Linked DNA regions of Sus scrofa: region 2 is linked to region 1. Evidence: chromatin contacts called from public Hi-C data. All regions are on one chromosome and are shown on one strand. Each heading gives the region's core, a stretch centred on a gene start, on an enhancer-like site or on the middle of the called end of the contact. The rest is flanking DNA. Distances are from core to core; before and after follow the strand shown. Region 1 has its middle 36 kb from the start of DENND4C. Region 2 holds the start of RRAGA (ras-related GTP-binding protein A).

Region 1 (3,502 bases), core at 410-2,909:
TGTACTTATTTTTACAGTTTTTGCCTCCTTGAAACATTCTTGCTTTCAACAGGGGGCAAGAATTAAGGCAATTCTTCTTTCAGCCTCTGGCTGTTCTACTGGCTAGGATTCCTGGTTTTCACCCAGGCTGCCCAGGTTCAATTCCTGAGCAGGGAATCAAGATCTCACTTCAAGCCATCACTCAATGCTGTCTCTCTGAGATCAATAGCGCTAGTTAAAAATCACAGATTAGGGAGTTCCCATTGTGACTCAGCTGTAACAAACCTGACTAGTATACATGAGGATGAGGGTTCAATCCCTGGCCTCGCTCAGTGGATTAGGATCTAGCATTGCCAGGAGCTGCAGTGTAGGTCACAGACTCTGCTCGAATCTGGTGTCTCTGTGGCTGTGGCATAGGCTGACAGTTATATCTCCAATTTCACGCCTAGCCTGGGATCTTCCATATGCCACAAGTATGGCCTTAAAAAGAAAAAAGAAAAAAAAAAAATCACGGATTACTGGATCCCTCTCTAAAGATAACAATTCCCTAAGCTTTATGATTCTAATGTTGGTCCAAACAATGACTTAAACTTGGCCAAGAAAAACTGCAAGAAACTGTAAGGATGTGTGGTCTCTTTTGAAATCTAGAGGCTGGTTACTGAATATTGAGAGCTTTGTTTTCCCAATTACTGAAAACTATCCCTGATAGAAGGAATCGATTCATTTTGGAAAGAGTGTGTTCAGTAACTTCTGGAGCATGGAAACATTTTTTCCATTCTTGGTGTGCAAACAGATTGTTGGCCTTCTTCAGGGATGCAGGCCCAGACAAAATCTCAGCAGGCCCTTCCGGACAGCATTTTTCCACAGATGAAACTAGGTCAAGGAGAAAATTCAGAGCAGTTTGAGGAAGAAAAAAAAAAAAAAAAAAACAGAAATGCAACATAAAGCTGAGGAGGGAAGGAGGAGGAGAGACGTCCACCTGCTTTGTCTGCCCTGGTAAAGGCTGACGGCTTGTCACATGAATCTCTGGTCTTCCTGTTCTCTGCAGCTGCCTTCTGAGTCACTGCGGGTGGCCAGGGAGGGCCCTCTCACTGTCAGGGAACGTAAGAACAACTAACCACAGGACTTTTAGGTGAGGCCATCGTGCAAGGCCAATTTCAAAATCAAAGAGCAAAGACATCATTGCCTATTCTTGTTTAAGAAGTTCTTTAATTTTGCCTGTGACTACAAATCAGCAAAAGGCACAAAAAACAAGACGATAAGTGGAATTCACATCTGGTAAGGGAGAACTGGTGCCAGTCCTATTAGTCACTAAGATCATTTAAGGGTGGAGTGCACTAGCAGGATAAACATTAAACCAAAAGCAACACTTCCTTGTAACAGTTGAGGTTTCCTAAGAAATCTTTAAAATCTTGCTGCCTAGTCAGGCAAGTACTATAGTTAGAAAAGTCAGCCTTTACTTTTCTCTTTCCTTTGGCCTCAGCTTTTGCAGAATAACATTGGGTATTATACTTGTGAATTAAGATTTCTCTAGTAAATATGCTTACATTGTATGAAGACCTCTACAAATTTTAAAATATTCAGTCTTTTTTTTTTTTTTTCTTTTGGTGGCACCATGCCACCTAAGCCACAGATATGTGACAATGCTGGATCCTTAACCCACTGCACCAAATGGGAACTCCCACAGACATTCACTCTCTTAAATGGAAGCATTCAGGAACCACTCCAAGTAATAGAAATATCACCAAGATGTAAAGCATTTGAACTTGGAGTCTTGCCTCTACTCCTCAGCCCAATGCCTAGATGCAAGAGGTGCTCTATAAAGACCTCACTATGTGATCAACCTATCAGTAGAACAGAGTTATAATAATTGATTCACTTCTCTTAGCCCCCACTTCCTTCCTTTCTTTCTTCCTTCCTTCCTTCCTCTCTTTCTTTCTTTCCTGGCAGCCCAATGGCGTATGGAGTTCCTGGACCAGGGATCAGAGCCAAGTACAGTTGCTGCAGCTGCAGCCAATGTTTGATCCTTAACCAATTGTACCAGGCTGTAGAACGAACCTGCGTTCCCTTGTACCACAGCAGGAACACCTCAGCCTCCATTTTCAATTCTGTGATCAGGAAGGAATCCTCTTCTATTTACCTAATAGAATTTTTGTGAGGATCAAATAAAATGTGTATTGAAGTTTTGCTTTCTTATATCAGAAAAATGCATTAAATATCTCTGAAATGATAAGTAAGAACCTGGTCATTTGCAGTTAGGGGAATGGAGACACAGGGGTTATGGCTAGGCAAAAGATTTCCTTTTGATTGTATATAGTACTCTCTATTATATGAAAAAAATACATATGTAAGAATGACTAGTATGAAATTTAGGGTTCAGTAAAATCTCCACGAAAATTCAGAGGCATGTTATTTCATTTACACTCAGATCTGTTGTGCTGAATTAGAGTCTGAAATAGGTGCCTTCTATGTGAGAATTGAAATTACTCAGAAGAAAGCTGCATATCTTTCAGAGTTAACTTTCTTCTTTTTCAATTGAGGTATGATTGATTTACAATATTGTGTTAGTTTCAGGTGTATAGCAAAGTGATTCAGTTATATATACACACATACACATATATATATATATATATATATATATATTCTATTAAAGATTCTTTTCCAAGAGTTCCCATCGTGGCATAGCGGAAACAAATCCGACTAGGAACCAGGAGGTTGCAGGTTTGACCCCTGGCCTCGCTCAGTGGGTTAAAGATCTGGCGTTGCTGTGTGCTGTGGTGTAAGTTGCAGATGCGGCTCGGATCTGGCATTGCTATGGCTCAGGTGTAGGCTGGCAGCTGTAGCCTTCGATGAGACTCCTAGCCTGGGAAACTCGATACCATGGGTGCAGCTCTAAAAAGCAAAAAAAAGATTCTTGGAGTTCCCGTCATGGCGCAGTGGTTAATGAATTCGACTAGGAACCATGAGGTCGCGGGTTTAATCCCTGGCCTTGCTCAGTGGGTTAAGGATCCTGCGTTGCCATGAGCTGTGGTGTAAGTTGCAGACGTGGCTCAGATCCTGAATTGCTGTGGCTCTTGCATAGGCCGGTGGCTACGGCTCCAATTAGACCCCTAGCCTGGGAACCTCTATATGCCAAGGGAGCACCCCTAGAAAAGGCAAAAAGACAAAAAAAAAAAAAGTTTCTTTTCCATTAGAGACTATTACAAGATACTGAATATAGATCCCTGTGCTATACAGTAGGTTCTTTTATCTATTGTGTATATACAACAGGGTATATCTGTTAATTCCAAATTCCTAATTTATCTCTTCCTGCTCCCACTATTCCCTTTAGTAACCACGAGTTGGTTGTCTGTGTGTGAGTTTGTTTCTGTTTTTTAAGAAACACCTATATATATATATGTCACAAATTCTTTATCCATTCATTTGCCAATGACCATTTAGGTTGCTTTCATGTCTTGGCTATTATAAATAGTGCTGCTATGAACAGTGGAGTGCATGTATCTTTTTGGATTAGTGTTTTTGT
Region 2 (3,502 bases), core at 724-3,223, 140 kb before region 1:
AACAGTATGGAGGTACCTTAGAAAACTATACATAGAACTATCATATGACTCAGCAACCCCACTCTTGGACATATACTCGGACAAAACTTCCCTTGAAAAAGACACTTGCACCCACATGTTCATTGCAGCACTATTCACAATAGCCAAGGCATGGAAACAACCTAAATGTCCATTGACAGAGGATTGGATTAAGAAGATGTGGTATATATACACAATGGAGTACTATTCAGACATTAAAAAAAAAGAAAAAAATAATGCTATTTGCAGCAACATGGATGGAACTAGAGACTCATACTGAGTGAAGTAAGTCAGAAAAAGAAAGACAAATACCATATGATATCACTTATATCTGGAATCTAATATATGGCACAAATGAATCTTTCCACAGAAAAGAAAACCATGGACAAGAAGAACAAACTTCTGGTTGCCAAGAGGGAGGGGGAGGGAGTGGGATGGACTGGGAATTTGGGTTTAATAGATGCAAACTACTGCCTTTGGAATGGATAAGCAATGGGATCCCGCTGTATAGCACTGGGAACTGTGTCTGGTCACTTGTAATGGAGCATGGTAATGTAAGAAAAAAGAATGTATACATGTATGTGTGACTGGGTCACCTTGCTATGCAGGAGAAAATTGACAGAACACTGTAAACCAGCTATAGTGGAAAAAAATAAAACTCTATAATGAGTTTTTATAATAAAAGATAAACATAAAATCAAAACTTTAACTTAAAAAAAGAAATGGTGGGCGTTCCATCATGTCTCAGCAGTAACAAACCCGACTAATATCCATGGGGATTCAGGTATGATCCCTGGCCTCACTCAGTGGGTTAAGGACCTGGTGTTGCTGTGAGCTGTGGTGTAGGTCGCAGATGTGGCTTGGATCTGGAGTTGCTGTGGTTGTGGTGCAGGCCGGCGGCTAGAGATTCCACCCCTGGCCTGAGAACTTCTCTATGTCCAGGGGTGCTGTCCTAGAGAGACAAAAAAAAAAAAGAACAAAATATTATTCACTTCAGAAAGGAGATCCTACTACTGGCAACAAAAAGGATAAAACCGGAAGTCATCAGACTGAGTGAAATAAGTCAGACATAAAAAGAAAAAACCTTACATTATATCATTTACATGTAGAATCTTAAAAAGTCAAAATTCATAGTAGCAGAGAGAAGGATGGTTGTTCCTAGGAAGAAGCAGAGGTAATGGGAAGGCATTGGTCAAAGGGTACAAAGTTGCAGTTATGTAGGATAAGTTTAGAGATCAAACCTACAGCACGATGACTATAGTCAAAACTACTGAATACTGGAGGTTTACTAAGGGAATAGATTTCAGGTGCTTTCACCATATACACGGACAAAAAACGTAACTATACAAGATATGCTAGCTTGACCTTAATCATTTTATTGTGTGTATCAAATTATGTTGTTCACCTTCAATATATACAATTTGTATTTTAAAAAATAAACTGCATTTCAGCATTTAATAGACCTGTATTAACCCCTATAAGCTTCGACTGACTTATTTGAAAATAGGATTATTTATTCACAGGGTTATTGTGAAAATTAAGTAATGTACGGGTTCCATATTATAGTTTCCTCGAGCTGAAATTCTGATCTAAATTCCAAAGTCTGAGATTACCGGGAAAGCAGGTGTAAGAAAGGAACTTGCTTCCAAATGGAAAAAGCACTAGCTGGGAGTCAGGATATCTCCCAGTAGGGATTTACGACCATTCAGCTGTGTAGCACTGAGCAATCACTTACTTTTGCACATCTCTATAGTTTTCATAAGTCCTGCCCCATTCAGTAAACCAGGGAATCTGGGGAGGTCTAACTGGGCTGACAAATTAAATCTTCCTTTGCTTCACCCGTCTGCGGCCCGCGCCTAAAACCACCTCAAACCACAGCGCGGTCTTAAGGAAGGTAGCGGTGTGTTGGGGGTTTCAGCCACGAGATGGCAGCATTGGTCCAACCGCCCACATACGTACACCTTGCAATCGTAACCTCAGTTTATTAGGAGAACAGAACGCCAGAGTCCTGGGTTCTCCCCCCATTTTCTCTTTCGGATGGGCCCTGCAGAGTGTCAGTAAAAGAGCAGTTTATCGAAGCTCGTTGGGCAGCGACGGCCGAGAGCGCGGGTTCTCGCGAGATCGCCCCCGGAAGTGGGTGGCAGCGGAGACGCAGAGACTCTCTCCGGAAGGCCAGCGTTTTTCCGGAGCTGCTGCAGCTGTCCGCCCCCCACCGGCGCTCTCCTCTGAGCAAGAACTCACTCGTGGCGGCCTTTCCAGCCCCGAGCTCGCACCTTCGGCTTCCCCGACTGCACAGCGGCGGGCCCAGTCAGCGAGCCCCCGCGACTCCGGCCCCTTCCCTCCCTCCGCGCTGCAGTTAGGCCGCGCCCTGAGGCCCAGTCCGCGGCAGCTCCGGCGGGTGATGCCAAATACAGCCATGAAGAAAAAGGTGCTGTTGATGGGGAAGAGCGGGTCGGGGAAGACCAGCATGAGGTCGATTATCTTTGCAAATTATATCGCTCGCGACACCCGGCGCCTCGGTGCCACCATTGATGTGGAGCACTCCCACGTACGATTTCTGGGCAACCTGGTGCTGAACCTGTGGGACTGTGGCGGTCAGGACACCTTCATGGAAAATTATTTCACCAGCCAGCGAGACAACATTTTCCGTAATGTCGAGGTCCTGATTTACGTGTTCGACGTGGAGAGCCGCGAACTGGAAAAGGACATGCATTATTACCAGTCCTGTCTGGAGGCCATCCTCCAGAACTCTCCTGATGCTAAAATCTTCTGCCTGGTGCACAAAATGGATCTGGTTCAGGAAGATCAGCGTGACCTGATTTTTAAAGAGCGAGAGGAAGACCTGAGGCGTTTGTCTCGCCCTCTCGAGTGCGCCTGTTTCCGAACATCCATCTGGGATGAAACGCTCTACAAAGCCTGGTCTAGCATCGTCTATCAGCTGATTCCCAATGTTCAGCAGCTGGAGATGAACCTCAGGAATTTTGCCCAAATTATTGAGGCCGATGAAGTTCTGCTGTTCGAGAGAGCAACCTTCTTGGTCATTTCCCATTACCAGTGCAAAGAGCAGCGCGATGTCCATCGGTTCGAGAAGATCAGCAATATTATTAAGCAGTTCAAGCTGAGCTGCAGTAAATTGGCCGCTTCCTTCCAGAGCATGGAGGTTAGGAATTCTAACTTCGCTGCTTTCATCGACATCTTCACATCAAACACCTACGTGATGGTGGTTATGTCTGATCCCTCGATCCCTTCTGCAGCTACACTGATCAACATTCGCAATGCCAGGAAACACTTTGAGAAGCTGGAGAGAGTGGACGGCCCCAAGCACAGCCTCCTTATGCGTTGAATACTGCCAAAATACGCTTTCTGAAAATGCTGAATTGCCTTTCTCCCCCCACCCCCACCCGCATCCTTTTCTTTTTAATATTCATAATGTTGTGTGCTTAAAAGTGGGCTTTGAAATGTGTGCTGCTTACTCCTTCCTTCT

The links. Hi-C and Micro-C count contacts between places; a contact is called where the count stands out from the background.
Region 2: a contact with region 1 is called in a Hi-C map of mesenteric adipose tissue, with 2.5 times the contacts expected there. The contact joins the promoter of RRAGA here to the enhancer-like site in region 1. A contact is called at or near these places in 1 of 5 promoter capture datasets (liver), 12 of 47 Hi-C or Micro-C datasets (embryonic fibroblasts, epiblast stem cells, heart right ventricle and 5 more) and 2 of 2 datasets of contacts at active chromatin or transcription factors (alveolar macrophages and skeletal muscle).

Annotation. Positions count from the first base shown.
Region 1 is chr1:203,635,843-203,639,344 of Sscrofa11.1, reverse strand. No RefSeq gene overlaps it. Among named protein-coding and RNA genes, the nearest start is that of DENND4C, 36 kb to the right of the region's middle. Within about 2 kb of position 1,659, at least 44 of the 83 cell types and tissues checked have an H3K27ac peak or open chromatin away from gene starts, as enhancers often do. A contact at or near this core is called in alveolar macrophages, embryonic fibroblasts, mesenteric adipose tissue and 2 more, where this site is marked.
Region 2 is chr1:203,773,051-203,776,552 of Sscrofa11.1, reverse strand. It overlaps RRAGA (ras-related GTP-binding protein A), which reads left to right and starts at 1,973. Exons shown (of 1, transcript XM_005660087.3): 1 at 1,973-3,502. The coding sequence starts at 2,420. The coding sequence ends at 3,361.